Linked DNA regions of Mus musculus: regions 2, 3 and 4 are each linked to region 1. Evidence: chromatin contacts called from public HiChIP or PLAC-seq and promoter capture Hi-C data. All regions are on one chromosome and are shown on one strand. Each heading gives the region's core, a stretch centred on a gene start, on an enhancer-like site or on the middle of the called end of the contact. The rest is flanking DNA. Distances are from core to core; before and after follow the strand shown. Region 1 holds the start of Dnah2 (dynein, axonemal, heavy chain 2). Region 2 overlaps Cntrob (centrobin, centrosomal BRCA2 interacting protein). Region 3 has its middle 12 kb from the start of Tnfsfm13. Region 4 holds the start of Tmem88 (transmembrane protein 88).

The links. Promoter capture Hi-C pulls out the DNA fragments that hold promoters and counts their contacts. HiChIP or PLAC-seq counts read pairs in DNA pulled down with a chosen protein or histone mark.
Region 2: a promoter capture Hi-C map of embryonic stem cells shows a contact between it and region 1. The contact joins the enhancer-like site here to the promoter of Dnah2 in region 1. A contact is called at or near these places in 10 of 39 promoter capture datasets (the HPC-7 cell line, the SN4741 cell line, cranial neural crest and 5 more), 2 of 484 Hi-C or Micro-C datasets (bone marrow-derived macrophages and embryonic stem cells), 4 of 115 datasets of contacts at active chromatin or transcription factors (craniofacial prominence, embryonic limb bud, large pre-B cells and 1 more) and 3 of 9 other capture datasets (adipose tissue, liver and pancreatic islet).
Region 3: an H3K4me3 HiChIP or PLAC-seq map of embryonic stem cells shows a contact between it and region 1, with 4 times the contacts expected there. The contact joins the enhancer-like site here to the promoter of Dnah2 in region 1. A contact is called at or near these places in 4 of 39 promoter capture datasets (embryonic stem cells, macrophages and stem cell-derived epiblast-like cells), 1 of 15 datasets of contacts at CTCF or cohesin (embryonic stem cells), 14 of 484 Hi-C or Micro-C datasets (all in embryonic stem cells), 7 of 115 datasets of contacts at active chromatin or transcription factors (embryonic stem cells and pancreatic cancer cells) and 1 of 9 other capture datasets (pancreatic islet).
Region 4: a contact with region 1 is called in an H3K27ac HiChIP or PLAC-seq map of epiblast stem cells. The contact joins the promoter of Tmem88 here to the promoter of Dnah2 in region 1. A contact is called at or near these places in 4 of 39 promoter capture datasets (cranial neural crest, embryonic stem cells, macrophages and 1 more), 2 of 15 datasets of contacts at CTCF or cohesin (embryonic stem cells and stem cell-derived epiblast-like cells), 8 of 484 Hi-C or Micro-C datasets (the N1E-115 cell line, bone marrow-derived macrophages, embryonic stem cells and 3 more), 25 of 115 datasets of contacts at active chromatin or transcription factors (the HPC-7 cell line, the SCID.adh cell line, T-cell acute lymphoblastic leukemia and 17 more) and 3 of 9 other capture datasets (adipose tissue, liver and pancreatic islet).

What each region holds. Positions count from the first base shown.
Region 1 is chr11:69,545,331-69,552,599 of GRCm38.p6, forward strand. Dnah2 (dynein, axonemal, heavy chain 2) reads right to left here and starts at 3,778. Exons shown (of 86, transcript NM_001081330.1): 1 at 3,662-3,778.
Region 2 is chr11:69,293,852-69,301,120 of GRCm38.p6, forward strand. Cntrob (centrobin, centrosomal BRCA2 interacting protein) reads right to left here. Exons shown (of 19, transcript NM_172560.3): 18 at 6,392-6,464; 19 at 5,645-6,139. The coding sequence ends at 6,020. Among named protein-coding and RNA genes, the nearest start is that of Cntrob, 26 kb to the right of the region's middle. Within about 2 kb of position 4,545, at least 6 of the 459 cell types and tissues checked have an H3K27ac peak or open chromatin away from gene starts, as enhancers often do. A contact at or near this core is called in embryonic stem cells, where this site is marked.
Region 3 is chr11:69,704,069-69,711,337 of GRCm38.p6, forward strand. No RefSeq gene overlaps it. Among named protein-coding and RNA genes, the nearest start is that of Tnfsfm13, 12 kb to the left of the region's middle. Within about 2 kb of position 4,088, at least 49 of the 459 cell types and tissues checked have an H3K27ac peak or open chromatin away from gene starts, as enhancers often do. A contact at or near this core is called in embryonic stem cells and pancreatic cancer cells, where this site is marked.
Region 4 is chr11:69,395,403-69,402,671 of GRCm38.p6, forward strand. It overlaps Tmem88 (transmembrane protein 88), which reads right to left and starts at 2,832. Exons shown (of 2, transcript NM_025915.4): 1 at 2,614-2,832; 2 at 1,114-2,479. The coding sequence starts at 2,823. The coding sequence ends at 2,210. Kdm6b (KDM1 lysine (K)-specific demethylase 6B) reads right to left here. Exons shown (of 24, transcript NM_001017426.2): 15 at 6,674-6,879; 16 at 6,515-6,579; 17 at 6,357-6,428; 18 at 6,113-6,261; 19 at 5,861-5,975; 20 at 5,591-5,778; 21 at 5,305-5,446; 22 at 4,794-4,920; 23 at 4,538-4,708; 24 at 3,106-4,447. The coding sequence ends at 4,424. It overlaps Naa38 (N(alpha)-acetyltransferase 38, NatC auxiliary subunit), which reads left to right and starts at 389. Exons shown (of 3, transcript NM_030083.2): 1 at 389-570; 2 at 775-958; 3 at 1,118-1,269. The coding sequence starts at 490. The coding sequence ends at 1,230. It also overlaps a transcript of Cyb5d1 not described here.

The DNA of each region.
Region 1 (7,269 bases), core at 2,528-5,027:
CACACACATATATATATATCAGAAACCGCACTAAGGGAGGTTATGGAAAACGTCTATGTTCACCCAGGCCTTCAGCTACACTATCCTGCAGTCTCCTGAATAAGAGAAGGCACAGTCCCGGTGATTGCCACCATCGTCGCTGTTACTGTGTCAAGTCACTGAGGCAAACCCAGATGATTTTCCTATGTAGCTCCTCTCCTCCTCACTTAAAAAAAAAAATGTTCTTCCCACCACACTGAGATCTCAGCAGCCTTAAACAAAGACCGTGTGCACAAGTCTCTTTAGTCTTTAATTGCTTAGAGGTGGGGAGCCTGGTTAGTGTGGACTGTGGTTTCTTAGGCCTGTTGGTTGAGTCTATGCTAAGTACACAATTTCAGGATCACCAGATTCCAAATGTCCTTAGGAACAACCAAGAAGGACAAAAGCCACCCAGTAATGAATGTCAAATTATGCAATGGTGAAAAAAAAGAAACTGAGGACATGAGGAAGACCCAGTGGGCAAAAAAAAAAAAAAAAAGCAACTAAGTCAGGAGCACAGAATCTCCTGAACACACTGTAGAATGCTGGGCGCTCCCTCTTCCTCCTCAAGAGCCTGGCAGCCACCTGTGGCTGCCTTGCCTCATCCCCACAGGCTGCCACAGGCATTGATCACCGGGTTATGAATTTCAAACTTGAAGGATTTGTACTTTGCTCCAAGGAAAAACGTTCTGTTAGGCCAACAAATCAATAAAACCAACTACAAGAGCGCGGTTTCCTCCATCAGCCTCAGGGGGAAGCATCTAGCTCCCCTAAGCCTCACACTGGAGCCTCTGGAGACAGAAACCACACTGCAGACACCGGGAGACACTGTTCCAGCCTGGGGCTCACTGGGGTTACTGGAAATACCTCAGGGCCCGCTTGCTCCTCAAACTGGTCACCAGTAGGCAGTCTCCCTCACAACTTCTTGCCCACACAACTGTTCCCCCTTCACTGCACCCCGAATTGCCCTTCTTCTTCCCAGTCACAAATGTTCCTTGCTCCCCTCTCCCCCTACAACCACCCCAGCTCGGCTGCTGCTCCTCCCCTACAGCTGCCCCCTTCTCCCCAGCATTCTTTCCTTCCCTCTGTCCCGACACACACCTCACAAGGTCGACCCTCTCCTCCCTAGACAGACGGTTGGGTCACACCAACCAAGAAGCTGCCCCGCGTGGCCCTCCCAGGCCCGCGCCTGCATGCACGCGTCGCCATGGCAACTCGGGGCCGGGAGAGTAAGTGGCGGGTCTGCGGACACTGCGCAGGCGCACTGCTCCGCGGCCCCACCCCACGAGAGTCTTTCCCGCGTGGATCTGAGACTAAAGGGCAAGGGGGGGCGCGGCTAGGGTTTCGAGAGCTACTAAATCTGGGAGCCGAAGGTGCGGGGGACGGCTCCCGCCTGGATTTGAGGACTATGCTGGAAGAGCTGGGACTGAAAACAATGAGACACGGTCTCGCAGGATGTGGAAAAGACAGGGGGACCCAAACGCCCGACCCCGGCCCCCAGGTGTGTGGGCTCCGGCCTGCACGGGTCCAGCAGGTGGCGCTCGGGGTCCCGCCTGCGAGACTCGTTCACCTTCTAGAAAACTCTCCAGGATTTCCAAACAGCCAGGGCTGCAGCTGGGTCCAGGGGAAAAACCGGGGCTGGAGCACCCCTGCCCTCCCGCTGCTCCCGCTTCTTAGCCCGGATTGGGGTCTAGGATTGCTGGGAGGCACGGGGCGGGGGCGGGGGGGAACGGGTGAAGGCTGGAACTGGAATTTTTTTTTTTTTTTTAATCTGAGGATTGGCTTTGAAAAGCGTTGCTGGTTTGGGGGGCAAACGAGAGGCGGGGACTCCCCTGGGGAAGGTGACCCGGCCTGGGAGGAGCTTTGCTCTCCATAAGAACAAAGGCTGCGTCCCAGAGCAGCTTGGAGATCATTGGAGGGGCAGAACTGAGTGGGTGCTAGGGGGCGCTGCGTGTCCTGGTGGCTGGAAGGTGGAAAAGACAGCTGTACCCGAGGTCGCAAGACGCTTTGGGGAGACGTGGGAAATGCCACGAGGAAGCAGAATCATGGGAATAGGGAGGCGCCCTCCCTGCTTCCATCAATAGTGCCTAATTAAGACAAAGCCAGCAGCGAGCCCACTGATTACATTTCCATGAGGAGCTAAATTGATGACATTTTCTTTGCTGGATATGAAGAGACGCTGGCACCTCAGTTCTACCATTTTCACACCTGACAGGTCTCATTTAGCCAGTCTGGTCCTGCCGGAAGTGGCAGTCCCTGGTACTCCTGGAAGCCAATGCATTTATCTACACCCTGACCCAAGCCACCACTTCCATAATCGACCATTCCTCTCTTACTTACACCAACACCAATACCAACACCTTCCCCGTTCGCCATGTAGCTCAAGCTGGCCTCAAACTCTCAAACTTTGAGTCTTGCCTCTGCCTCTTGGGTGCTGGAATTATGGGGGTGTGCTGCCACATCTAGCTGCCGCCATTATCCTGAAGATGAGTTTCTGAGCTCTGATTTGTGTGGTCTTTGGCCCAGCCCAGACTCCTGTTGCTGAGAGAGCAGGGACTGAAGGAAAGAGGCTGCGCCACACCCTAAAACCAACAGCTGCACAGTACACGGGGCTGGGATGGAACTCATAGGTAATCTTCCAGCCAGATGGTAAAGAGGGGTGATGTGACTGGTCAGAATCCCGAGGGAAAAGTCCCAAAGGACTGAAAATTTGTGGGGAGGCTTGGGATGGGGATCCTCAAGGGCAGGTTCATAAATCCCTCAGGGAAAGGAACTTTGCATAGACCCTTTTTCTCTTCTGACTCCCCTCTCAACGGTGGCTGTGCCTAGGGATCCCAGCCCCCCACATTATGCTAAATAGGTAATCAAACATCTTGCTTTGCTAATTACTGCTCAATCCGATTAAACGCCGCTGAAGCTCATCAGCAGAGGTGGAGGTAAAGGGAGGGGGGGGGCGCAGCCACAGCTGTGATGGGATGCTTGTCCCTAGGGGCTGTAGGGGACAGCTGAGAAACAACCAGAGTAGCAAGTCTAAGCACATCCCAAAGGAAAGGGACTGAGCAGTTGTACCCTGAGATCGGTCCCTTAGCCTGGGCCACCTCAACTATAGGCGTTTCTCTCCTCCCAGAGCCTTATCACCCTCAGAACCCAGGCACCCGGCCATTCCCACAGTCACCCACACACACCCCTGTCCCAGATTTAATAAGGTCTGTTCTCCCACTGTCAATATTTGATTTCTCAGAGCCATCTCCACGGAGAAGAGGGGCCTCGGTCCTTCTTCCCCCCTACCTTGGTCCTTTTGGGCCCAGTCCTAGTCCCTTTGTGCTCCCAACCTTCTCTGAACTTACTGACTTAATGAAATGATATTAAAGTCTTAAGCAACTCCAAGAAGAATGGTTGCTATGGTAAAGGGAGTGGGCAGGACGCCTGGGTCCCTGAGGGGTGTAAGGGCTGAGAGGGAGAGGGAGCCAGAAGCTAAGACCTAGAAGTCACAGCCCCCTACCCCCACCCTCCAACCCCCGTGGGTAATAGCAAACTTTGGATGAGGTGGGTGCCATACCTCTAGATCTTCGTGAGAAGCAGGGAATAAGGTGGGTGCTAGGAGAAGCTGGAAGGACAGATGTTCAAGGGGTCAGGGTCTTACCCGCCACTGGCTGACCTGAGTATCCATTAGGAGAGAGGGATCAGTGTGGGAGACGGGGCCTCTGTGCCAGCAACCGCCCTGCTGACCCTGCCCTGGACCAGTTCCGTGAGAACCAGAGTGGATTCTTCAACAACCCTGACTCATCTCTCTGCCCCCTTTCCCCACCAGCAGCCCCCCCACAGGTGATTTGTAGCTGAGGCCACCCCCCTCCAGTGGCATGAGCCAGGAAAGAGTCATTCCATGACAAGAAGAACTGAGGGCTTCCAAAGAGAACTCGGGCCAATGGGTGGAAACCGAAGCCCCACCCCGGCTCCCCACATCCATCCCCTTCTCACTCCCCTGGGGACCCTGGCCCAGCCCCAGTCCCCTTGGGGTGGTGGGAATGCAGGGACATTTGGCTGTGGCTGATTGATGAGGGAGGAGGAAGCCCGTGCGCACGAAGGCTGCTGTTTGCTGAGCACACAGATTCCTCCCCACTCACCAGCTGCTGCCCCCTGAGGCTGCTCGTGGGCACCCCCACCCCACCAGTCAGTGCCACTGGGGGAGCTGATGCCTAAGTTCCTGATAGAGAACCAGGAAACGGACTGCTTCAATTCCCTCATGAGAATCACAGCTGCCTCGAACCTGGTTGTTTTGAACTCCCTCCGGACACCTGCCCTGCCACATACGTGACTCTTGTACTCAGTAGTGGCCATTCATTCTGTGTCTTTCTTTCTTGCCCTACTTATCACCCCAAGTCCAGGCAAGCCAGTACCCTGCCTCCGAACCACCCCACATCTCTTTCCCCCGCCTGCCTGCAGACCTTGAACATCTTCCTGGGAAGGGGGAGACCCGAGTCTGTGGGTGCCCACTTTCCCGTTAGGAAGAAGCCCCACATTTCATTCTAACTTAAATCTCAGTTTGCAACATCAAACATTATCCACCAGATATTTTTATTGCAGTCTTGTGTGTTGGCTCAGCGAGTTAAGGCACCTGCTGCAAAGCCTGAGAAGCAATGTTCCATCCTGTGGAGCCACGCGGTAGAACAGACCCTGGCAACTTGGCCCCTGCCCTCTATGCGCATGCCACGGCCTGCACAAACGCTCCCTACCACACGCACATAAACACACATTTAAAAAAAAAGAAAGAAAGAAAGAAAGAAATTTCTACTGCAACTCCTTACCCCTTCTCCTATCGCTAACACTCCCCAACACAGACCATACTCTGAACAGGTGAAAGTTGTATCTCTTAAACTGCAAAGGCTAGCCAAGCCTGTGCTTCTGCAGCTCCGCCCCCAGGATGGCCAAGCTCCACCGACCTTCCTTCCACAGTTGGGAAGGGCAGCTTAGGCATCTGGGTCCCTAGCCTACTTGTTTCCCTTAGTTCTGCTCTGCTCGCCCTCGCTGGATGTGTTTCATTGTGTTGTGTATTTGAAATAGGGTTTCGCTTCATAGGTTACACTGGCCTCAAACTCACAAGCCTCTGCCCTCAACACCTCACAAGTGCTGGGATAACAAATTCTTGCTACCCCACACTCAGCTTCCTGCTCAGGATTTTATGTCTTAGGCTTCCAAAAGCTTGAAACATCATCTTTACCCTCCTCGGGCTTAAAAACTCCTTGAGTAAGAACAACTACTGTATACACACAGGAAACAAGGGGGTAGAGAGACCAAGCAAGGGCTTCTTTCTCTTTCCTTCCCATCCCTTCCCTTCCCTTCCCTTCCCTTCCCTTCCCTTCCCTTCCCTTCCCTTCCCTTCCCTTCCCTTCCCTTCCCTTCCCTTCCCTTTCCTTCCTTCTCTTCTCTTTTCTCTACTCCTCTCCTCTCTTCGCCTTGCCTCTCTTCTCCTCTCCTCTCTCTCTCTCTCTCTTTCTCTCTCTCTCTCTCTCTCTCTCTCTCTCTCTCTCTCTCTCTCTCTCCCTCCCTCCCTCCCTCCTCCTCTCCCTTCCCCCCTTCCTATTCCCCTCTCTGTTTGAGACAGGGTTTCTCTGTGTAGCCCAGGCTAGCCTGGAACTCACTCTGTAGACCAGGCTGACCTCAAGCTGAGAGATCCACCCACCTCTGCCTCCCGAGTGCTGACATTAAAAGTGTGTGCACCACACCTGACCAGACCAGCTTCTTAGAGTGACTTTCTGCCCCTTGGGCTATGGCTAGGGACAGACAGGGAAAGCCTGGAACAAAAATACAGAGGATGCCCCTGTTATTACCAAACAGGTCTTTTATTTTATTTTATATTTATTTTTTAGAGACAGGGTTTCTCTGTGTATCCCTGGCTGTCCTGGAACTTTGTAGACCAGGCTGGCCTCAAACTCAGAAATCCGCCTGCCTCTGCCTCCCAAGTGCTGGGATTAAAGGTGTGCACCACCACCGCCCAGCTACCAAACAGGTCAAATCGCTCCTTTTGCATCTCTGCTTCTGCCTTCCCATTGCAGTTCCTGGCTGGCCCACAGCTACTGTCTGCCCTCTGAACCGGAAAAGTTTACCCTGTTTCCCTGGGTTTCCTTTCTTTGTTTGGTCTTGTTTCTTTCTCCACAGGGTCTCAGCCACCCAGGTTGGCTTCAAACTCCTCCCACCTCAGCCACAGTATTGTTTTCCTGAAGGGAGATTGTAATATGCTGTTCCCCATCAAAATGTGGCCTTCAAGTGGGGTGTGGTGGTGCAAGCCTCTCATCAGAGCTCTCGGGAGGCAGAGGCAAGTAGACTCTATGAGTTCAAGGCCAGCCTGGTCTACAAAGTGAGTTCCAGGACAGCCAGGGTCCTGTTACACAGAGAAACTCTGTCTTGAAAAAACAAATTTAAAAAAAATTTTTTTTATTTTTATTTATTTATTTTTTTTTAATTGTGAACCTCGGAAGCTAAATACTGGACAGAAATGGAGTTGCTCACCTTTTATCCCAGCAGTCAGGAAGTGAAGGCAGACAGGCAGATCTCTGAGTCTAAGGCCATCTTGGTCTATATGACAAAACCTACCTTCTTTGTTTTGGGTTTTTTGTTTGGTTGGTTTTGATTTGTTTTTCCAGACCCCAGACTGGCCTGGAACTCACAGTGGTCCCCCTGCCTCTGCCTCTTGAGTACTGAAATCAAAGGCACCACCACTGACCAGCAAGACCCTGTCTTAAAATCAATCAATCACTCAATCAATCAGTTAATTACACAACCAAACAACCTGGGCTGGAATGAGACCCTGTCTCAAATGCAGGTGAGAGGGAGGCTAGAGGGTCAGAGATTACGAGTGCTTACTGCTCTTGCAAAGGACCCAGGTTTGGTTCCCAGCACCTACCCAAGACTCAACAACTCTGTAACTCTGCTCATAGAGGGTCTGATGCTCTCATGACCTCCTGGAGCACGAGACACAGACAAGGTGCACGGGCATACACGCAGGCAAAAATATTCAAATTAAATTCATCTTTTAAACAATGGACCTGGGGCTGGGGGTGGAGCTCAATGTCTTGTCAAACGTGTTCAAGGCTCTAGGTTTCACACTAGCACCATGGCGGGGTGGTGGTGGGGACATAAAAAACAGTCAATAGACAAAAATGTGACTTTATGAAGCAGGAATTTTCACCTTAGCACATCGTGCTGAAGTGGCACCTGAACACAGGATACATGTTGGAGCCGCTGAATGAACAA
Region 2 (7,269 bases), core at 3,295-5,794, 250 kb before region 1:
CATGTTGTCCCTGGAATCGAACTCATGTCATTAAGTATGTTTTACTCACTCAACCATCTCCCCAGACCCACTAAAACTTTTATGTTACTTAGAAACAAGTTGAACAAGAATATGTAAAAATGAACTGGAGATGTAATTCATTAGTAGTTTCTCTCTCTCTCCTCTCTCTGCAGTTTCACTGTATTTGCCCTTCTTGTAGTGACAAGCGATGACACAGTACCTTTGTGAGGTGACAGGAGTGATGTTTGTGAGGGAGGCAGTACAGCATGCATGCCTGCATTGCATGAACTGCGTGGACTGATTGAAGCGGAGCCCGTCAGCACGAGCCTGTGGTCCCAGCTGAAGCAGGAGGAGGATTTGAGGACTTTGGGGCCAGCCTGGGAACACAGTGAGGCATGTTTGTAAACAACCAAGACAGCAGAGTGCTCCCATTGTTTAGTGCTGGGATGCTCCACTTCATATCGCCAGACTGCAGTTGACTGTGGACAGTCCAAATGATAGAAAGCCAAACTGCTCATAAATGGGGTGACTGTATTTAGAAGTTGTTTTGAAGATATTAAGTTAGAATAATGTCATAATGGATTAAGATGGATCCTAAAACCAATAAATCCTTATAAAAAGGCCAAGAAGGACACAGGGATTCAGGGAAAATGTTGTGCTGCATGCCAAGGGACTTCAGGGGCTGTTGGCAGCCGGTGATGGAAGCCAAGAAGACAGAGATCTTCCTTGCAGCCTTCAGAGAGCACAGTCCTGCCCCAACCTTGATTTCAGACCTTCTGCCTCCATAATAGTAAGAGAATGGATGCCTGTCATTTACAGCTACCCAGTTTACAGTCAGTCATTATAGCAGTCTGGGAAAAGTAGAGGTATTGCTAGGAAACACACCACAGACAGATAAGCACGCAGCTTGCATTCATGTCTGCTTCCATGTCTATCTCTATATATTTCCTCTATGATAACCCAACCTAAAGCAGTAGCAGAACTGGCTCATTTTTGTCTTCTCCATGTCTGTACATCTGCTCTCCCACAACACAAACTTGGCTCCCTTTATTTGTAACATAGCCACTATCTGACCATTCCCCCTTCCCCAGAAGGCAGCAGTTACCACCTTATGCTCCCTCACACAGCGGCTCTGTCTCACTCTGCCCTGTCTCTGACTCCCTTGGCATTTCAGACAGACACACTCCTCACCTCCAATGCCCAGAGCTAGGTGAGCCCCTGCATTGTGGGGCTCCTTCTCACCCGGCTCTGCCTCTAATCACACACGCCGGACTGGGCTAGCCTGCACTGATTTTAACGTTATGTAAGCAGCACGTGTTGCCCATTTCCTCCCACAGTTTGCACTGTCACTCAGCACCATGTTTCGGACCTTCACCCAGACAGACAGATTGACAGACAGGAGTCTGTAACTACAGTTCACCCATCTGAACTGCTGCGAGTATTTCCTGATGTGAGACCGCCTTGGTGGAAGGACATTCAACTGCCTGCATTTTATTTTTCTGTGACATCTATGGACTTGTCTCTGGTGCAGAGCTCTTTTTCTAGGGCATGTCCCCAGGGACAGCTCTGCTGCATCATAGGGTGTGCATTGCCACATCAGGTACTGCCAAAATGTTTCCCAAAATGGTCCATTTGTCATTCCTTCCCCCCACTGCTTCTCTCACCCGCAGGACAGCTGCTGCTGTCACATATCTCAGTGGCTTTACATTTGGACCTGTAAAATGTTGCCTGTCTGATGGGGTAAAACAATAGCTAACTCTGATTTTATTTGTAGTTGTCCACCCAGTGCCCAGTGAGGTTGAGCATCCCCCACCCAGTGCCCAGTGAGGCCAAGCATCCCCCCCACAGTGCCCAGTGAGGCCGAGGCCGAGGCCGAGCATCTCTCCCAGTGTTGACTGGCTCACTGGGTTTGCATTTTTCAAGAAATGCCTGCTGATGTCTCTCTTCTAAAATTTTTATTTTTATTTTGTAATTATTTCACGTATGGGTTTTATCTGCACGTATGTCTATGTCTCTTGCCTGGTGCCTGCGGAGGCCAGAAGAGGGTGTTGGATCCCAGGAACTGGAGTTGGAGTCATGGAGAGTTGTGAGCCACTATGTGGGTGCTGGGAATTGAACCCCAGTCCTCTGGGAAAAGCAGCCATCACCCTTCACAGATAAGCCAGCTCTCCAGCCCCTACTTTAAAAAAAATCTCTTGTTAAGCCAAGCCCTTTATATTGAAATTTAAAAATGAACAATTTACTATAAATCTTAACATGCGATTTAATATAGCATTAACATCTGCCAGAGCAGCAAATGCTCTTAACTGCTGAGCTGCCTCTCCAGCCTGCAAAACTGATACTGTGAAGAGAATGTTTCTAACATACCCTACTAAGAACAGTGCCTGCAGAGCTAGGGAGAGGCCACAGTGGATAAAGCGCTTGCCCCACATGCAAGACAGGGGTTCAGATTCCCAGAATCCATACTGGTTTGTCTTCATCGTCTTAAGTGGCCACTGTCATAAATACATGATGCTTGTATCTCTGAATTAATTTTTCTTTCTTTCTTTCTTTCTTTCTTTCTTTCTTTCTTTCTTTTTTTTTTTTTTTTTTTTTTTTTTTTTTTTTTTTTTGAGACAGGGTTTCTCTGTGTAGCCCTGGCTGTCCTGGAACTCACTCTGTAGACTGGGCTGGCCCTGAACTCTGATCTGCCTGCCAGTGCCTCCCAAGTGCTAGAATTAGAGATGGCCTGCTACGTGCAGCTGTGAGTATATTTGTGTGTGTGTGTGTGTGTGTGTGTGTGTGTGTGTGTGTGTGTGTGTACATGCATATATGTGTGTGTATGTGCGCAGCAGTTGGAGGATGGCAGAAGAGGGCTCAGATCTCTTAGAGTTTTACTTGATTGTGATTCTGGGAACCAAACCTGTGTCCTCTGCAAGAGCAGCAAGTGCTCTTAATCACGGAGCCTCTTCTCCAGTCCTGAGTTCATCCCTTTACTACCTGCCTGTATGGCTGCGTCTTTGTAATACCACCTTTCTCCTCTCAAAAAGAACACTGCTTAAATAAGTTCTTTCCAACATTAACTTTTGAGAGAGACTAGCTCAGCTCTGTGTTGGTCTGTGTGACTGATGTGGTTTCCCCAGCGTCTCACAGTTGCTCACCACTAATTATGGGCATGGGTCACCTTCCCAACGAATAGTTTCAACATCCTTTAATTTTTTTTATTTATTTTATTTTATTTTTTTGGAGACAGGGTCTCACCATGTAGCCCTGCCTGTCGTGGAACTCACTCTGTAGACCAGGCTGGCCTCGAACTCTTAAGAGATCTGCCTTCCCCTTTCTCCCCAGTGCAGGGAGTAAAGGCGTGCACTGCCACAATGGTTAGTTTTCAACGTCTTTAAGAGAGGGCCTAGTCTTCCACAGGGCAGACGGCTAAGCTGTCCGTCCAGACCTGCTTTACCCTTCCCATATTGTCACACACGGTACCAGCTGCATATCTGGCAGCCCAGTTAGGGCACATTTCTGAGAGCCAAATGCTGACCACCTTGCCAATGGTATAATAGCAAAGTGGGTGCATCATATTTTCAGCTATGTGGAGTAAGACGCTGGACCCCTAAAGTCTTTCCTCACGTTCCAGCTGGGGGTCATAATGATCTCACCTCACCTGTGTGAGTTACAGCTCAGGACGAGCAGCACGATGGTGATGGTGATATGGTGATGGTGATACGGTGATGGTGAGATGGTGATGGTGATGGTGATATGGTGATGGTGATATGGTGATGGTGATATGGTGATGGTGATATGGTGATATGGTGATGGTGATGGTGCGCAACAGGCCCCAGGTGAGCAGTGACGTTAGACTCCCTACTGTTCTAGACCATCACGGAAGAAATCAACTGTCTGGAAGGCTGTGCTTTGTCACGGCAGTTTAGCTTCCGCCCTAGCAGGCCCCACCTCCTAAGTCCCCTAAGCCCTTCTAACACACAGCCCTGAACCTCCTTGGGAGATGAAAACCCTATAACCAACAGGCCATCTGCACCAGGCAGCTGGGAATGTAGGCTTTCTTGAAATCCTTCACTTTTTTTTTTTTGGTTTTGTCTGTTCCCCTTCTCAGAGTTTTCCTAAGATAACCACAGAGGTGTCAGGTGGGAGATGGCCGTGATTTCTGCATCCCTCCTAAGTTTCCTCAGTGACTAAGTAGACCTAGAAATCAAAGCTGTCCTGCTAGAATGACCTCCCAAAGTGGCTAAGCAGCACTGGGCCCTTCTCTCACTGAGAGCTGTTTTAGGGACACTTACTTCAGCCTGTGTCTCAAGAAAAATGTAGGGCATGTCGGCTGGTGGTGGCTGCTGGAATCTGGAGTTGAGATATGAGTTGAATGTTCATTTTACCAATATTTTTTAAAAGTGTAAAACTCACTTTTATCCATACTGATGGTGCGCCACAGATCAGTTTGGTCACTGATGGCACTTTGTGAAACAAAGATGCAGATATTCCTAAAGGTGGGGCTCACAACACCGCCCTCCCAGTCCCCTCCCCCGAAGCCTGCTGCCATCTCTGTAGCTACTTGCCTTTTGTTTCCTCTTGTACACAATGCAGAAAGTCCTAAGCCGAGCTGAAGGGCAGAACCACAGGACTGGCTTGTCAGCTACTTCCATCCCTGTCCCCAGAGGAAGGCCAGGTGGCAGAGAGAAAACTTCCACCGTGTGCTGCTGTTCGCTGTGTGAAGCACAGCTACACCGGATTCCATCCATCTCCTCAGAAGCCTGCTCAAGCACCCTGTCTGCCCCTCCTTCCCATCACCCTGTCTGGGCCGCTCTGGCGCAGGAGGCTGTCTGCAGGTGTAAGGCTTCCTTCCCTTCAGGCTGCCTGAAACTCTCCATCCTCCCAGGTTAAGTGAGACTGGGCTTCCGACTCCTTAACACTGGGCCTAAACTAAGAAGCTTCGTCCTGATGGTTTTCGAGATGAGTCTCGTTCTGTAGCCCAGGCGGGTAGCCCAGGTTGACTTCAAACTTGCGTCACCCGTCTGCCTAAGCCTCCTGAGTGTTATGATTACAGGCACGAGACACCTCAAGCAGCTCTCAGTTCACAGCCCACAACACTGCTGTGTTCATTTTGATGAACATCGGGAGAAAAGGCTCAGACACAGCTGTTACTTTCCTCTTCCTTCCTTCTTTCCTTCCTTCCTTCCTTTTTTTTCTTTAACACAGGGTTTTACTGTATAGTCTCAGCTATCCTGGAACTTGCTTTGTAGACCAGGCTGGCCTCCTCAGAGATCCACCTGCCTCTGCTTCCCTCGTGCTGGGACTAAACACATGCACTATCATCCCCGTCTTATTTGCATGTTTTAAAGCTGTAAAGTTTATAGCTCAACTACACCTATTGGCTGGACAGAACTTGCCAACCTGAATCCCCAGTGCCACCCAAAAGAGTCATCTGCTCTTAGAAAGCAGGAATGCCAGGCATGTTGGCACAAGCTCGTAACCCAACACATATACAGCAGGAGGGCTGTACAGAGGTAGCCTGGGCTACACAGAGAGGGACCTGGTCTCAAAAAGGGGGGGGGGGGGAATCACATAAAAATAATCTAAAAGTTTTAAAAGACAAAACTTTTCCCCAGCATAAGAAGCTTTTCTTAAACATTCTTAAACATTAAACATTTATACAATAATTTACTCTTTTATTAAAAGTTTGGGAGTTTTTTTTATTACTAAAGTAATACATACTTATTTCAGAAAATATACAAAATATAAATTATACAAAAAGAAAAGATTCACTCATAATTCTACTATGGGGCATCTAACCACTGCAAGCATCCCTGAGCCTAGGGCCACTCAGACATCTAGTCACACACCAGCCTCAAAGGCTCCATAGGCTTTCTCATAGAAAACAAATATATTCTAAAATAATAAAACAATTCTGGAAGGTTTCTTCACAAAGTAGCTTCCTACAAAAATCTCCATTTTCCAGATTCCTCTGAGACAGACAGAATGCAGGGCACTAATTAAAATGAATGGCAGAAGAGGAGAAGGGCGGGCCTCATCTCCAGATGCCGCCCCGACTCCTCATGCTAGGGCCGGGATGCCCACTTTTCTTCCGTGCAGGCTTTTCAGTCTTAGGGACTGAAGCAAGGCGTCGAGGGACAGCCTGGGAGGGGATCTGAGAATTAAGAGGAAAGAAGAAGAAGCCATCATCATATCCCCTCACTTTCCCCACCCCACAGAGAAAGGGCATGGTGTACGGAGAGGCTCCAACCAGTGGGCAAGCAGTGGGTGGAGATGGGGAGAGTGGGGTGTAGAGGTGGGGATGCTAGCAAGTTCGGACCTTGAGTGGTGGGGCTGGCCAGAGCAAGTGCAGACCCTGAGTAGCAGGCTAGCGTGTGGGGAGCCCTGCTCTCCCCTGCTCCCTCACCTCTTTCCGAGTGGTCTCACCCAAACGGGAGTCTGTGTTTCTTCTGGGGACAAGCTCCCCTTGGCCATCAGTTCTGCCACACAAATCAAGGGTATGAATGAGAACAAGGTGGGGGCAGGGGAGTAATCCCCCAATTCCCCAATTTCCTCTCTTAGGAAAGTGAGATGCCTTTAATCCCAGTTTGAAGCCAGCATGGTCTACACAGCAAGCTCTAGGACAGCCAGGGCTATACTTAGAAATCGTGTCTCAAAAAAACAAAAACAGAAAAGAAGGAAAGAAGGAAGGAAGGAGAGAAGGAAGGAGGAGGGAGGGAAGAAGGGCGGGAAGGAAGGAAGAGGGAAAAGGAAGGAAGGGTGGAAGGGAGAAAGGAAGGCAGACCGACAGAGTGAGTCTGGGAGAGCCTTCTAGTACCACAAAAACAAAAGAGAAAGAGAACTGGGAGGTAGTGGAGCTGGAGCCCACGTGGAGGACACTTTGTGGGAGCCACTGAGTTACTCTGGATTGGATCCAAGCTTCTTAAACTGTGGCATGACACCACAAAACAGAGATTTAAAAAAGAAAACACACACACACATACAGAAAAGGTTTCTGAATATGGTACAATCAAAAATTAATAGAAAATCAAGCCCAAATGAGTCCAAGATGTTGCAATTCTAGATGGTGTTGCTCTGAGACTTCACTGCAGCCTTGGTTCTGAACACACAGTATATGTTTTGTTTTGGTTTTGGTTTTGGGAGGGAGGGGGTCTCGAGACAGGGTTTCTCTGTATAGTCCTGGCTGTCCTGGAACTCTCTCTCTGTAGACCAGGCTGGCCTCAAACTCAGAAATCCGCCTGCCTCTGCCTCTTAAGTGCTGGGATCAAGGGTGTGCGCCACCAC
Region 3 (7,269 bases), core at 2,838-5,337, 160 kb after region 1:
AGTATCTTCTGACAAGTTGGCTCACAGTGAGGCTGCTTTTGTTCCTTTAGATTCATCTTTTATACTGTATCTTTATATTTTGCATGACTGAGAACCCATAAATTCTGAACTTCTGTTTTGAGAGTTCTTTTCCATGGCCTTAAAGTGTGGTCCTGAAGGTCCCAGTCTGTAGCATTTTGCTGAGCATTAGCCACACCTTCCTGTCCCGGATGTCTCCAGTCTCTAATTATCATATTATCATGAAGTCATTAACTTTAACCCCATGACATTCCTTAGAGAAAGAATACAAACCATGTACATTTATTATACAAACAAGCCCAACGCCCACAGTAGCCATCCACAACCCAGGATTCTATAGACTGCCAGTCCTGTTCCAAGGGCAGGAACCGCATTCAGCCCCCACCGAGGCCACACCACCCGCCCCTCAGTTTCCTTCAGCTTCCACCTGGCCTGAGCAGTTGCTGGTTCCTGACTAGCCTCCACTTACTATTGACAGGCTGCCACAAGTTGTAAGCCACAGACTCATTATTCATGTGTATTTTAAAATGTATCAAGATGTATTAAATCATTATCCATTTTAATACTTGGATTTGTTTCAGTTTGTTTACTACAGAGCTTTCCTGTCTGCTAATCCGGTTCTGTCTCAGCCTCCCAAATGCTGAGGTTATGAGCATTCACCACAAAGTCGGCTTCTCTCAGCTCACCTGCATTCCTTCCCTCCCCTCCCCTCCCCTTCCCTTCCCTTCCCTCCCCTCCCCTTCTCTTCCCTTCCCTTCCCTCCCCACCCCTCTCCTCCCCTCCCCTTCCCTTCCCTCCCCTTCCCTTCCCTCCCCACCCCTTCCTTTCCCCTTCTCCTTCCCTTCCCTCCCTCCTTTCCTCTCCCTCTCTATCCCACTCAGAACCCTTCTCTTGAGGAACTCTGCTCCCTTTCTGGGGGAAGGGTGCCTAGGAACTATGGTCTAAGCACTGAATGTGCCTCGCTGTGTGCCTGTGTCTAGGCTCTGTGCAGACAGAGATGGGAGATGCAAATAGTGAACAGGTGTTGCCTGCAGCTTAGAGTTCTCATCTGTACAATGGTAAAAAAAGCTATATGCTTTCTGTACCCCACATTCTAGAAGTCTGAGTGGCTGTTTTCCACATCCAGTGACATTCAGTCTGTCATGGAGCTGGGCAGTGGTAGCTGCCCTCGATCCCAGGCAGTCCCCCCCTCTCCAAGAAATGACTGCACCCTACCTACCGTATAGATGTGATGTACACAGATGTGAGAAGGTTGGGCAGATCTAGCATCCTCACTTGGCCACTGTGAGGTTTTGGGATTTAAACCCATTGAGAGTTATCATAAAAAGTCATGGCACTTCTGATCTGGTCCGACACACCAACTGCTGCCTCACAGTGCTTCCCAAGGGGTCCTTGTCACCAGAGCTGTGTGTTTATCATTGCCCTGGTCAAGCTTGCTCTCTGGGGTCTGCCTCCCACACTTCACACAGCCATGTGCACGCTAATACTGTTAATCTTTTTTTTTTTAAGATTTATTTAGCTGGGCGTGGCAGCCCACGCCTTTAATCCCAGCACTCGGGAGGCAGAGGCAGGTGGATCTCTGAGTTCGAGGCCAGCCTGGTCTACAAAGTGAGTTCCAGGACAGCCAGGGCTATACAGAGAAACTCTGTCTCGAAAAAAAAAAAAAAAAAAAAAAAAAAGAAAAGAAAAGAAAAGAAAAAAAAAAGATTTATTTATTTATTATATGTGAGTACACTGTAGCTGTCTTCAGACATTCCAGAAGAGGGCATCAGCTCTTATTACAAATGGTTGTGAGCCACCATGTGGTTGCTGGGAATTGAACTCAGGACCTCTTAACTGCTGAGCTATCTCTCCAGCTCCAAGACTGTTTATCTTAAGGTCCATATCTCTCCTGGCCCAGCTTGTACATGGCACACAGTAAGACTTTTTTTTTTTTTTTTTGGTTTTTCGAGACAGAGTTTCTCTGTATAGCCCTGGCTGTCCTGGAACTCACTCTGTAGATGGCCTCGAACTCAGAAATCCGCCTGCCTCTGCCTCCTTAGTGCTGGGATTAAAGGCGTGCGCCACCACACCTGGCTTTTTTTTTTTTTTTTTTGAGGTTTTTTCCATTTCCAGAAACCAAACCCCACCACAGCCGGGCATGGTGGTGCACACCTTTAATCCCAGCACTAGGGAGGCAGAAGCAGGCGGATTTCTGAGTTCGAGGTCAGCCTGGTCTACAGAGTGAGTTCCAGGACAGCCAGGGCTATACAGAGAAACCCTGTCTCGAAAGAAACAAAAAACAAAAAAACAAAAAACAGAACAACGACAACAACAAAAAACCTGGTTCATGATAGGCAAGTGCTCTACTGCTGACATGTGCTGACTCTCTCTCTCTCTCTCTCTCTTTGTCCCTTTTCTTGCTTGTTTACTAAGAAGCACAGCATGGTACAAAGTATTTGCAGGGGGAAGCATGTTCAGGGTGGAGGCAGAGTGGCCAAGGTCAGCAGAAAGCAAAGTTTGATAATGTTGGCAAAGAGGACACCGGATTCAGCTGCCTCAGGACTGAAGACCACAGTCCAGGGGGGAAAGTTGGGTTTCCAGAAACAGAACCCCCTACCCATCTAAGACATGGGCCCCAGAATCAGTGTGAGCCTTACCAAGTCCACACCTGGACAAGGACACCGAACTAAAGTTCCCTCTGAGGAAGTCTTAGGTTGGTATAGCTCCCCACAGTCAGCCCTCTGTCTTCCTCCCTCTTCACCATTCAGTCTGTAGCTGCCCTCAGGTTAAGGCTGAGCCGGTCGGTCGTCCTTCCTAGCCAGCCTCAGCACCTGACTATGTTGGCAACCTGCTGTGTTGGCTCCGAGGCTAATGTGATTGGTCTGGCTTGGCTCCTGGCCCTTGGCACCTTCTTTGGGCTTGGCCCTGAGCTGCAACTTGACTCACTTCTGTTTTAGCTCTGATGTGTCACACCATCTGTCCTCCCTCCAAGCAAGAGAGCAGGCAGTAGGAGCCAACTGCCCTGCAAACTCAGGAACAGTTACCTGAAAGTGCTCCTTGGCAGTGTTAGGACTTTAATCCCAGCAGAGGGAGGCAGATGTCTGTGAGTTTGAGGTCAGTTCACAGAGTGAGTTCCTGGATAGCCAGGGCTACACAAAGAAACCCTGTCCCTAGATAAATAAATAAATAAATAAATAACTGCAACAAACCCCATGAACATCCTGAGTGGTGGACCAGCCAGCTGTTAACCCTTTGTGTAGCAGTGGGCTAGGCAATGAGGCGAGGCGCCTGCTTTGTTGATTAGCTTTCCTACAGTAAATCAGTCTTAAGGAAGCAAAGTTTGTTTCTATTTTAGAATTCAGAGGTTTTAATCCCTAGTATCTGGGCTCCTTCAGGCCATGGAAAGCAGAGCATCATGGGAGGAGGTAACTCCCGCCTGTTTTTAAATGGGAATCAGGATCCCCACAATCCCTTCAGGATTTTTCTCCCACAGGCCTTCTCTCCCACAGGCCTTCTCTCCCACAGGCCTCACCACCCACCTCCTAGTAGCACCGCACGCTGGGACAGATGTTTGGAAGGCATTTAAGATACAGACTATAGCACCTGGATTCTGCCCTCCACTGGCTTTTGGCGCTGGGAAGACTTCCTGTATGGGTCATTGTAGAGACCCTTTAATACACCCTCATGCTGTGGTGACCCCAACCATAACATCATCATCATCATCACTATTATTATTATTTTGGTTTTTCCAGACAGGGTTTCTCTGTATAGCCCTGGCTGTCTTGGAACTCACTCTGTAGACCAGGCTGGCCTCGAACTCAGAAATCTGCCTGCCTCTGCCTCCTGAGTGCTGGGACTAAAGGCGTGTGTCACCACTGCCCCTGGCTTGTTTTTGTTGTTGTTGTTTTAAGGTGAAGAATTATTTGTGTGTGGCCTTCCCAGCCTTGAGCAGACTGAACAGACCTCGAGTGCTGGCCACAATGGACCTTATCTACCTTAGTGGTGTCACCTGCCTTGGCTGTACGTGCCTTAGGTGGAGTCACCTGCCTGGGTTGCCTGTGTAATTCCCCACAGGAATTTAGAAGAATAGACTGCCCACAGACCTTGCTTTGCAACATAATCCAGCTGAAATGGAGGATGGGGTGTGTGGGCTTGCCCTATACAAAGGCAGTGCTGAATACTAAACTTGTAGCCTTGATCAGTACCTTGTTTTGGTTTCATTCTTCTCCCCCTAACCCCCCCCCTTTTTCATTTCCAGCCCCCCTTTCAGGTAAACCCAGCTTGGCCATGGCCACTGGATGCCTACATTTGTGGTACAAAAATACCAAATAAAACTCAGTGGAAACATGAGATCATTGGTTTTTGATGCAGACTGGCCTCAGACTGGTTATGTAGCTGAAGATGATGACGTGAACTCCTGTTCTTCCCAAATGCTGGGATCAAAGGCAAAAGCCGAAGCCACCCACCCATCCATCTACTTTGGACAGGGTTTCACTATGTAGCAGGTGAGACTGACCTCAGGCTCCCCAAAACCCCCTGCCTGAGCCCCCCAATTTCTGGTACTATACATGCGGCCTTTTTGTTTGTTTGGGTTATATGAAACCATTGAAGGGGCTCACTCTGAGACACATTGTGAAGTGAAAGAAGAAAAATGTTAATGTTTCCTGTGTGTAGGCACAGCTAGGTACTGGAAGGGGAATCTCCAGGAAGGAACAGCAGGGGACCACCGCCACCATCCCCCTTACACCTGCAGGCCTGTTGTAAATCAAGAGAAAAACTGTTGTTTGGTTTGCAAAGGAGGGAATTAACTAAATTCCACCCTTTCCCTTGAAATACTGGAAACTGAACATAAGACTTCCTCCATGTTGGTTGAGCTCTCTACCACTGAGCTACACAGCACTCTTTAAAGGTGTGTCTCTATCCCCTGCCTTGAGCCCAAGGGAACCCCACCATGCCCATGCTGCCTTTGGCTTCCTGGCCCAGTGATACCTTGAGGCCATCTGTTTCTGGCTTTGGACGCTCTCTCATTTATATTTTCCTGTTTTCTCTGTCCCAGGAGGCAAGACCTCTGACTTCCTGCACCAACAGATGCCCTCTTGCCAGAGCCTCTGAGGAAGAGTTTAAGGAGCAGTATTTAAAGGTGGAAGCACAGAGTAGTGACTCCTGCTGACTTTAGACCAAGTACTTAGGCCAAAAAGTTGTTTCTGTTTTGTTTGTTTAGCACAGCATGTATTTATGTTTTGGTTTGTTTTTGAAACAGTTTCACACTGTAGCCCAGGGTATCTAGGACTCACTACTGTAGCCTAGGCGGTGAGTGTTTGGTGACCTCTGGGAACACTGCTCCCAGGCTTGGAGTTTCAGATCTGGTGTGTAAGACTGGAATAGGCATCTCCAGTGACAACTGTGTGTCATCCAATCAGCAGCCCCATAATCTGATCCCACCACTCAGTGTTCTGCCCAGCCCTGCAGAAGGGGGACCTAGGCAAAAGCTGTGCCTGAGGCTGATCGCTGGCCATCACACAGGCAGGCCTGAAGGCCTTCATCTCTACCCAGAGCCCTGCATGGGACTGAGGTAGCAGAGCTTTTAGTTGGAAGGAATAGAAACCAACCCCGGGAGGTATCAGCAGGAAATGAGATGAAGAGCCATGCAGAGCTCCTAGAGTCTCTGGGAAGATTGTAGAATCAGATTAGAACATCGACCTGGGTGGAGAAAACCCGCAGTGAGGGCCACTGCTCTCTGCAGAGGCTATTCCCTCCCTAGTCTCCTGGCTGGGACAACTGCAGTCTCCTGCAGCACAACTGAAAGCAGATGCTCCCTGGAGCGGGTTCTGCTCTCAATCTGTTCCCTCACTCGTCAGAACAAAGACTGAACAGGCAGTAGTCCTCGTGCCTCAGACAGGGGCCTATTCCCCATCTGTAGCAAAGGATGCTGGGAAACTGAAACTCTGGCTCTGAGGCTTCCACAGAGAGTCAACCTTCTCTCAGCACGGTTAGTGCAGTGGATACTGTAGAGGTGGGAGCAGAGGTTGGGGTAAGGCTCCCAGTTCTTGAAGGAGTGAATTTAGTCAAGAAACATAGAGCCATGGAGCTGGCTGAGCAAGTAAAGGCCCTTGCTGTCAGGCTTGGTGATCCAAGCCCAGTTCCCAGGGCCCACATGGTAGAAATAGAGAACTGACTTCCAGGAGTTATCTTTGACCTCCATAAGTGTAATCTCCCACGCACAATGAATTAACATGTTTTTTAAAGAGAGAGACATACAGACATAGTTTAAGCAGAAGTTTACTTAGCAAAGCCATACACGCAAAGCTAAGCAATGCAAACACTCCAAAAAGAGATGAAGTCGCTGCCTTAACCCAGGGACTACAGCAGCCTAGTGGTGTCTGTGCTCTGGATTTTAAAGAAGTTTTATGAATATTTATAAAGCAGGTGCTATATTCATAGCATAGGGTGATCCTTTCTCTGTCCCAAATGATGGTGAATCCATCTCCCTTTTAGGGTATCTCCTCCCATGAGCCCTACAGAAAGGGGCTGGTGTCAAACTCGTGATGTAAATGACCCTCTGTCACTACGCATGTGTGATTCATGTGGACTGATGTGGGTTTTGGGGACTCACTGTTGTAGCTTCAGGCTGTCTAATCACAAGGGGGCCACTCCCAAGACACAGCAGGTCTCCTTGGCTGCTGCATATAACTCCTTGTCCAGGGTGGCCTGGGATGGTCTTCCTTCTGGAATCCGTGAGAGCTCTTTTAGAAGCAGTTCTTATCCACAGTCAGTCTGATTTCTTTTGTTATTGTTGTTGTTTTGTTTTGTTTTGAGACAGGGTTTTTCTGTGTAGCCCTGGCTGTCCTGCAACTCCCTCTGTAGACCAGGCTGGTTTCAAATTCAGAGATCTGGGGGCTGGAGAGATGGCTCAGCGGTTAAGAGCACTGACTGCTCTTCCAGAGATCCTGAGTTCAATTCCCAGCAACCACATGGTAACTCACAACCATCTGTAAGGGAATCCAATGCCCTCTTCTGGTGTGTCTGAAGACAGCGACAGTGTGCTCAAATTCAGAGATCCACCTGTCTGCCTCCAGAGAGCAGGAATTTTGTTTTGTTTTGTTTTAAGAGATAAAGCTTGCACCACTGCCCAGCACTTGAGTCAGTTTTAGTTGGACACACTAGATGAATCTGAGTAGGGGGTTTGTGCTCTGAGAATGTTGCCCTGAAGCAGGGCTGGGCCCAGGAGCCACTCAGAGCCTGTTGAAGCTGGTTTTGTTGTTTTTTCCT
Region 4 (7,269 bases), core at 1,582-4,081, 150 kb before region 1:
GGAAACCATTGTCCCTTTCCGGCCACCGGCCACAGTAGTTAGTTATACGTAAGTAGGGCGGGGTTTGGGCTGCGCGTGTCCACCGGAAGCATTCCGGATTCCGGCTTCGAGCCTACTGTGGTTGAATTCATTCTTAGAGGAAATGAAGACAGTCCGTTTCATAACGGAGTGTAGGCTAGATGAGTTAGGGGTAACAGAAAGTATCGACGAGGAGACTAGAATAGAGGGTTTTTTAATCACCAGATTTCAGGCGTTTAAAAGCTGTTTAAGCAATTGCAGGTAAAGTTCTCGCGATATTCTTCTCGTAGCCCAGTAGGCATGTAGGGACCTGGCATGAAATAAAATCTCGCGAGATCTGCAGTGGCGGAACCGGAGGCGAGGAGGAATTGTGATCTCACGAAAGCGCTTGGGAGCACTCGCGAGATCTGACGCGCCGATCCCCCAAAACGCTCTTAGGAAGTTTAAGGCCCAAAAGAGGTCCCAGGGCCAATGGCCGGAGCTGGGCCGACCATGCTACTACGAGAGGAGAATGGCTGTTGCAGTCGGCGTCAGAGCAGCTCCAGCGCCGGGGTTAGCGTGGGCTTGGTTTCTGGACGAGCAGTCGGGGAGCGACACCGGGCGGGGAGGGGAAAGGGGGTGGCGAGGTTGGAAAGGAGAACTACAATTCCCAGCAGCCCACGGGCTTCTGGCAGCGCCGCGAGGGCAGCTGGGAACTGTGGTTCCTTGGGCGTGCTGCCGATCCTAGGTGTCTGAGTGCTTGTCCTGCCCTAGCAGGACTCTGATGGGGAACAGGAGGACTCGCCGGCCACGCGTGCACGGCAGCAACTAGAGGCATTGCTCAACAAGACCATGCGTATCCGTATGACAGATGGAAGGACACTAGTCGGCTGCTTCCTGTGCACTGATCGCGACTGTAATGTCATCCTGGGCTCTGCGCAAGAGTTCCTCAAGCCTTCTGGTCAGTGTCCAGGGAATACACACCTACCTCCTCGGGAATGCGGCGGAAATTCACTGCAAGGCATTTCCTCTTGCAGGCCTTACTGCACCCCCTTATTTTCTGGGGGCGAGACGGATGTTTGCCTGCTGTTCTGATACTGACTTTTTTTTTTTTTTCCAGATTCATTTTCTGCGGGCGAACCCCGTGTGCTGGGTCTGGCCATGGTACCAGGACACCACATCGTTTCTATTGAAGTCCAAAGGGAGAGTCTGTCGGGGGGCCCGTATCTCTGACCACAATTGCACTTCTCTTTGAGACCATTAAACCCTATGACCAAAGTGGCCTGTGTCTGTGTGTAGGTCCAATGTCAGGGGAGGGCTAGCACACCCCACCCTTAGAGGTTCATCAGAGTTCAGGAGCTTCCTCAACCTGCCCCAATGCCTAGAAGAACCAAACCCTCCCTCAAGTTAGGAGCTTAAGGCAGCAGGCCCTAGGGTGGGCCCCTCCATCTTCCCTCCCACGCTCCTGCTTCAGTTTCTAGCGGGAAGCGGTGTCATCCTGCCCCGGAAGATCCATTGTTTCCCACCCCGGCCTGGCAACACTCAGTTCCTTTAAGCTGGGGTCAGAGAACGGGCTCGGGTCCCCAAGGGGAGCTGGGTAGGCAGCCGAAACAAGGCCCTCTCTGCGCTATTAATGGGGAAGTGACTTTGGGGTCAGGGCCAGACAACTCTGGGGTCTGATCAGGAAGAATGGACTAATGCGATAAGGAAAAGGCAGGATGCTGAGAGATGCTCTCTGATTTGCCCATTTGTAGTCTTGAGGATTCGTTTCCTACTCCTGAGCCCAGTGCAGGAGCGATTGGATATGTGCCACCCCTGTATTCACAGAGTGCATTCATTTTATAATTTTTTTTTATTATTTGTGATGGCTTCTCTCTTATTTGTGTGAGCCCTGTCCCTCAGTCCTGTAAATTTTGGAGGAGCTGCACCAGCAAAGGAAGGCACAAGGTCCAGCTCTCTTATTTACAATAGGGAAGGGAAAGAAGATGTGCAGGGTCCAGCCCAAACGTTCAGGAATCAAATGTGAATGACGTTTCTGGGACATGGGAATTTTCGCCAGCTCTACGTCCACATTCAGCTGTTCCATCAAAGGGATGGTAGGATCCGGCTCAGGCCGCGGTAAGGAACCGGCTTGGGCAGTACACCCCTGGGCTTGTTTCAAGTCCTTGAGAGACCAGGAGGGCAATCGACAGGATTCTTGACTCTAAGCACCTCAGACCCAGACCTTTCCCGGTGTGGGAACAGACCGAGAACCTGGTGAGACTGGGATTTGCTTCGGCTGTGGGATGCGCCGGCGCCTGTAGAGGGCTCGGCTGTAGGGCACGAGGCAGTCGGCCAGGCGGAGGCGCAGGCAGAGGCGGCGGTAGGTAGCCAGGGCAAGGACAAGCAACGGCACGAGCAGTAGGAATCCAGTGACCAACAGGGCTGTGAAGCCTGGGTCCCGCAGATGCGAGGTGCAAAGGGGTGCCTGAGAGCGCAGAAACTGTGCGGATAAGAGACATCAGAATGGGCCACTCTGCCCAGGAGGAAACAGCCCAAGTGGGGATGCAGTGGCTCAGACACCCCCCCACCCCCGCCGCCCACACACCACTCACGCATACCCCTTGGTATGCTTACCTGGGAGTGGCAGAGAAAGCCGAAGCCTAACATGATGACAGCAGGTAGCAAGATGGTCCCCAGCACCAGTGCCAGCAAGAGGAGATTGAAAACAGCCACCAGCAGATTCTGAGCCGTTACTAGCACTGCACAGGCCCAGCAATCTAGGGGATCCCGAGGCTCTGGGCCGCCAGCGAGAACGGGGCGCTGGGCTCCGGGGACCTCCGCCATGGCCTGGTTGGTTCCCGCCCCACACGACTGCAGTCCTTATAGCCCTCTTTCCTGCCCCTCCCCCGGGGCAGTCTCTCTGCACCCCGCCCCCCACTACCTTATCCTGGAATGCGGCTCTGGGATTAGGCATCCCCATCCTAAGGGGCAGACTGTGGGTCTGGACATTCCACAGGCTCCTCTGAGGAGGGGCTCCCCACCTCCGGAGGCTGCATCGCCCTCCCCTTAGCTCCTCGACCCTTCAACTGATATGCTTCACAGCCATCATCAAAACACAAGGGTCTCTTTTTTTTTTTTCCTGCTTTTATTTTTAATAATATTCTCACACAAAAATCACCGAAAATAGGGTAGGAATGGGAAGCCCCCCTCTGCCCCTGGGGCAGAGAGACAGTGCAGTGCGAGGGGGCGGGACTGTAAACCCCCCCACCCCTCCGCAGCCCCAGCGGGGGGGAAAAAAACCGAACTAAGAAAATGAAAATAAAGCCCCAGAGAAAATCACCCCAGGGTGTCCCTGCCCCAGAGAGGCCCTGCCCTGGGATGTTTCACGCCTTAAAAAAGGTGTGTGTGTGTGTGTGTGTGTGTGTGTCCAATGTTTTTAAAATGGCCGAGGCTGGGGAGGACAGGGTTTCTTTTCCTCATAGTTCTTTAAAACTTTTTATTTTATTTATTTATTTTTTTTACAAAATACCATTTCAGTTCCCACTTCTTCCCCTACAGTACAGGAGTCGCTCACCCTCAGGTGGGGTCGGGGTTGGGTCGGGAGTGGGGGTACTGGTCCAAGAAAGTGCAGGACGTAGGGGAGGGGAGCAGGTTTGAGCACCATGAGAGCCCGGCTGGAGCCGCGGGCGGGCGGAGACAGACGGGCCAAGCCCGGACATACTGGGGCGCAGGGAAGGCCCAGGAGTGGGCCTCCCAAAGAGGCAGGAGGGATGGCTTGGGGATGTAAGAGGTCGGGTTTTCCCAAAAAAAGAGAAAAAAAAAATGAATAAATAGAGGTGAGTGGGACTGTTATAAATTAAAAACCAAAAAACAAAAAGAACAAAAATACGAATCATAACCAAGTGAATAAACAAGAGACATATACAGGGATCACAGCTAGCATTGGAAGTAAAAAAAAAAAAAAAAAAAAAAAAAAAAAGGAGGTCCAGGGGTAGGGGTAAAGCCCATAGAGAGAATCTCATTAAAAACCTCGGCTGCCGAACGTCTATGTACACAACGAGCCGCGAACGTCTGCGCCGGCGGGCGGCGGGCGGGCGCGCGGCGGGCAGGCTTGAGGGAACCCGTATGTGACCCCCGCCGCCGCCGGAGCCTGGTCCTTGTGTCTGTTGCTAGAAAGGCCAAAGTCGGTGAGGGGAGGCGCTGGTGGGCGAGAGGCTGCCAGCCCCCTCCCCGTCTCCCATTTTTTTTCCTTTTTTTTTCCTCGTATTTGTTAAAAAAAAAACATTTTTTTTTTCTTAATAAATTAAGTGAGGGGAGCTGCCAATAGGGTGGAAGGGCTGGGCCCGACCCCCTTCCCGGCCAGAGGCGGGACCTAGGTCCAGCCCAGGCGTGTGCTGGTGGCCCCGCCGCGCCCAGCGTGGGCGGGCGAGCGGGGCGTCCGGCCTCATCGAGACGTGCTGGCGGGAGCCTGCGGGGAGAAAGTGGGCAGCTTCAGTGGTGGGCGGATGGGGACCGGCCGCTCCCGCGCCCCCTCTGGAGCCCAGGCGCTCGCTCTCACCAGTGTGAAGGCATCGTAGGCCTGCGCCAGCTCCTCCGTGCGGTACTGCTCTAGCACCACCACGCCCTGTAGGCCCGCGCTGCGACGGCGCGCACAGCCCTCGCAGTGCACCAGGTACGTGTTTCGGCTGCCATTCTCACTTGTAACGAACAGGATGTTGAACACCTCCACCTGGCCAGGAGAAAGCGGCTGTCACTAAGAAGTCACTACTACTGTTAGGTCTCTTCCAGGCAGGGGGAAGAGCTTGCACACTTACGTCGCATTCGTTGCAGTAGTAGGCAGGCTCGTCTTTGACACGGCCTTGGTAAGCGATCTTCTTCCCTGCCCGCACCAGGCTCTCCCGCTGTACCTGACAGTGCTTCATTGACTGCAGGAGGCAGAACCTGAGCAAGACCCAAAGGGTGGGTGTTGAGACAAGGCTCCAGCGGGGTGCCAAGGCTGGAGGATGGCAGATGGGCAGGGGTGGAGCTCCAGAGACCCTAGCCCCACGGACTTCCCTGGGCAACCCTCCCTTTCTTTTCGTTTCTGAGTTGCATTTCCCGTCTTGAATATGTCACACTTGACATTTCAAGGTTTTGTGTGTGTGTTTGGACCACAGGAAACAACGGCTATGAGATGAGAGCAGGGCTTCTGTCATGTCCCCAGCACAGTGACACTTAAGGTCTTAAGGACATGCTGCAGACGCAGGGGAAGAATGGGGAGCCAGGAAGAACAAGGGTGGGGAACAAGCCAGGTGGGACGGGCTGGTAACCAAACAGGGGTCTCACTTGATCATCTTGAACAAGTCAGGATCGCTGATCTTGACCGTTCGAGCGACGTTCCAGGACACATGAATCATGGGCACAATGGACTTGACGTTCTTCACCTCGTTCCACTCATATCGCTCCAGGGCCAGCTGGTACTGATAGGCTGTAGGCCAGAGGAAGTCATGCAGGGGTCTCAACCAGCCCCCGGCCCCTTCTTCCCTCAGACTCTGATTCTCCAGACCCAGTTTTCCCCTCCAGGGTTCGCTCCTCATACGTACCCCATGATGACCCGACCCCAGCCTCTTACCGGTGAGGGGCCCCACGTTCCAGGCAATGTTGTTGCACCAGCCGGTAGCCTGCACCCAATGTACAGTCCCTGCATTAATCCACACAAGGTCTCCAGGGCGCTGCACGAAGCGGTAAACAGGAATATTGGACGCATAGAGGTCATCCAAGATTGGCCACCAGGAACCAGTCAAGTAGTCCACACCATGCCTGTGGAGAGGGCAGTCACAGGGTCAGGTGGGAAACCCAAGGACCCGAGGTGATAGGGTGACTTGCAAGGGGTGATGCGCACCGGTCGCAGAAGGCGCTGATGGTCTCCCAATAGTGCTCATGTACCGCGAACCACTCGCAGTCCCCAGGGCCAATGTTGATGTTGACTGAGCAGAAATTGTTATTCTCTTGGTGGCCTGCAGAGGGAGATAGAACGTCACAGAAGGTCTGATGCAGGCGAGCAAGGAGCGACAACCACGCCCTTTGCCCTCATTGGCTAAGGCCTAAGAGTGCGCGCAGCCAGCACAGTACGCATGCGCAGTGGAAAGCACACCTGGCGTTCGGCTGCCAGGGACCTTCATGTATAGCTGCACGGTGTTCATGCCCAGGATGGTGTGGCCCACGTGGCTGAGCATGTTGCCTGTGGATGTTACCCGCATGAAGGCGGGCAGTTTCAGCAGCTCCTGTAGCTGTGGCTTCCACCTGTGGACACAGGAATGCCGACGAAATTAAGAGGGTGTCCCAGACCAGTACCTAGCAGGGTTGCATCCCAGTTTCACTGGTCTAGCCTCACTGACCTCTTGGCATCAGACAGGTCGATGTTAGTGCCAAACTTGATGATGTGATGGTTCTTGGGGTCCGGTGCACTGCTGCTGGGGCAAAAATCACAGACAGGTTGATGGCGAGCCAAGGGAGGAGAGAGAGAGAAGCAGGGAGGGACAAACTTGTACTTCACCTGGGAGAGGTTCCTGTAGTGCTGTCTGGTTCCTCGGATTCCTCATCCTCACTCTCCCTCTCCTCCTGCTTGGTCACACAGGTACGTGGGTCAGTGACTTCCTGAAGCCCTGACCCAGTAAGCCCAGCACCCTTACTCCCTCTTGTGCCTGATCCTCACCTGCAGTGACTCCTGGAAGGACGAGGCCTGGTACTGTGCGTATTTAGCGATGGTGGTGTGGGAACGGGAGCTCTCACAGGGCCAGATTTGTCTGGTACCTGTCAGGTCCCAGTTCTCGTCTGAGGGCTGCTGTACTTGGGTACGGACCTCCACCGTATGTTCACCGCTCGCCTCCACCAGAGTCTTGGTGGAGAAAAGGCCTAAGTCTGAAAGGAGTGCCAAACAAGATGTCAGTCAGGTCAGAGGCTCAGCTCACCCCTTTCCTTCCAGGCCAGGGCTCTGACGACGTGGACAGAGATTTGGCAGAATTCAGCACCAAGGAATGGGCACGAATCACAATCCTAGGAAGCTGACGAGGCTGCCTCCTTCTCAGCCCCTTTCTGCAACTACTTCATGCCTCAGGTCTCTCGCCTAGAATTCTTAGGCATTCATATGCCCACATGCTAGAAAACCAATGAATGGCTCAAGTGAAAGATTTAGTCGAGCTTCGAGTACCTCCCAAATGACTCCCTGGGAGGAGAGAATGTCCAGGTATAAAGGACACGGAATTGATTTTTATGTTTCTTCATTGTTTCCTCTGGTTTTATACTGCTTAA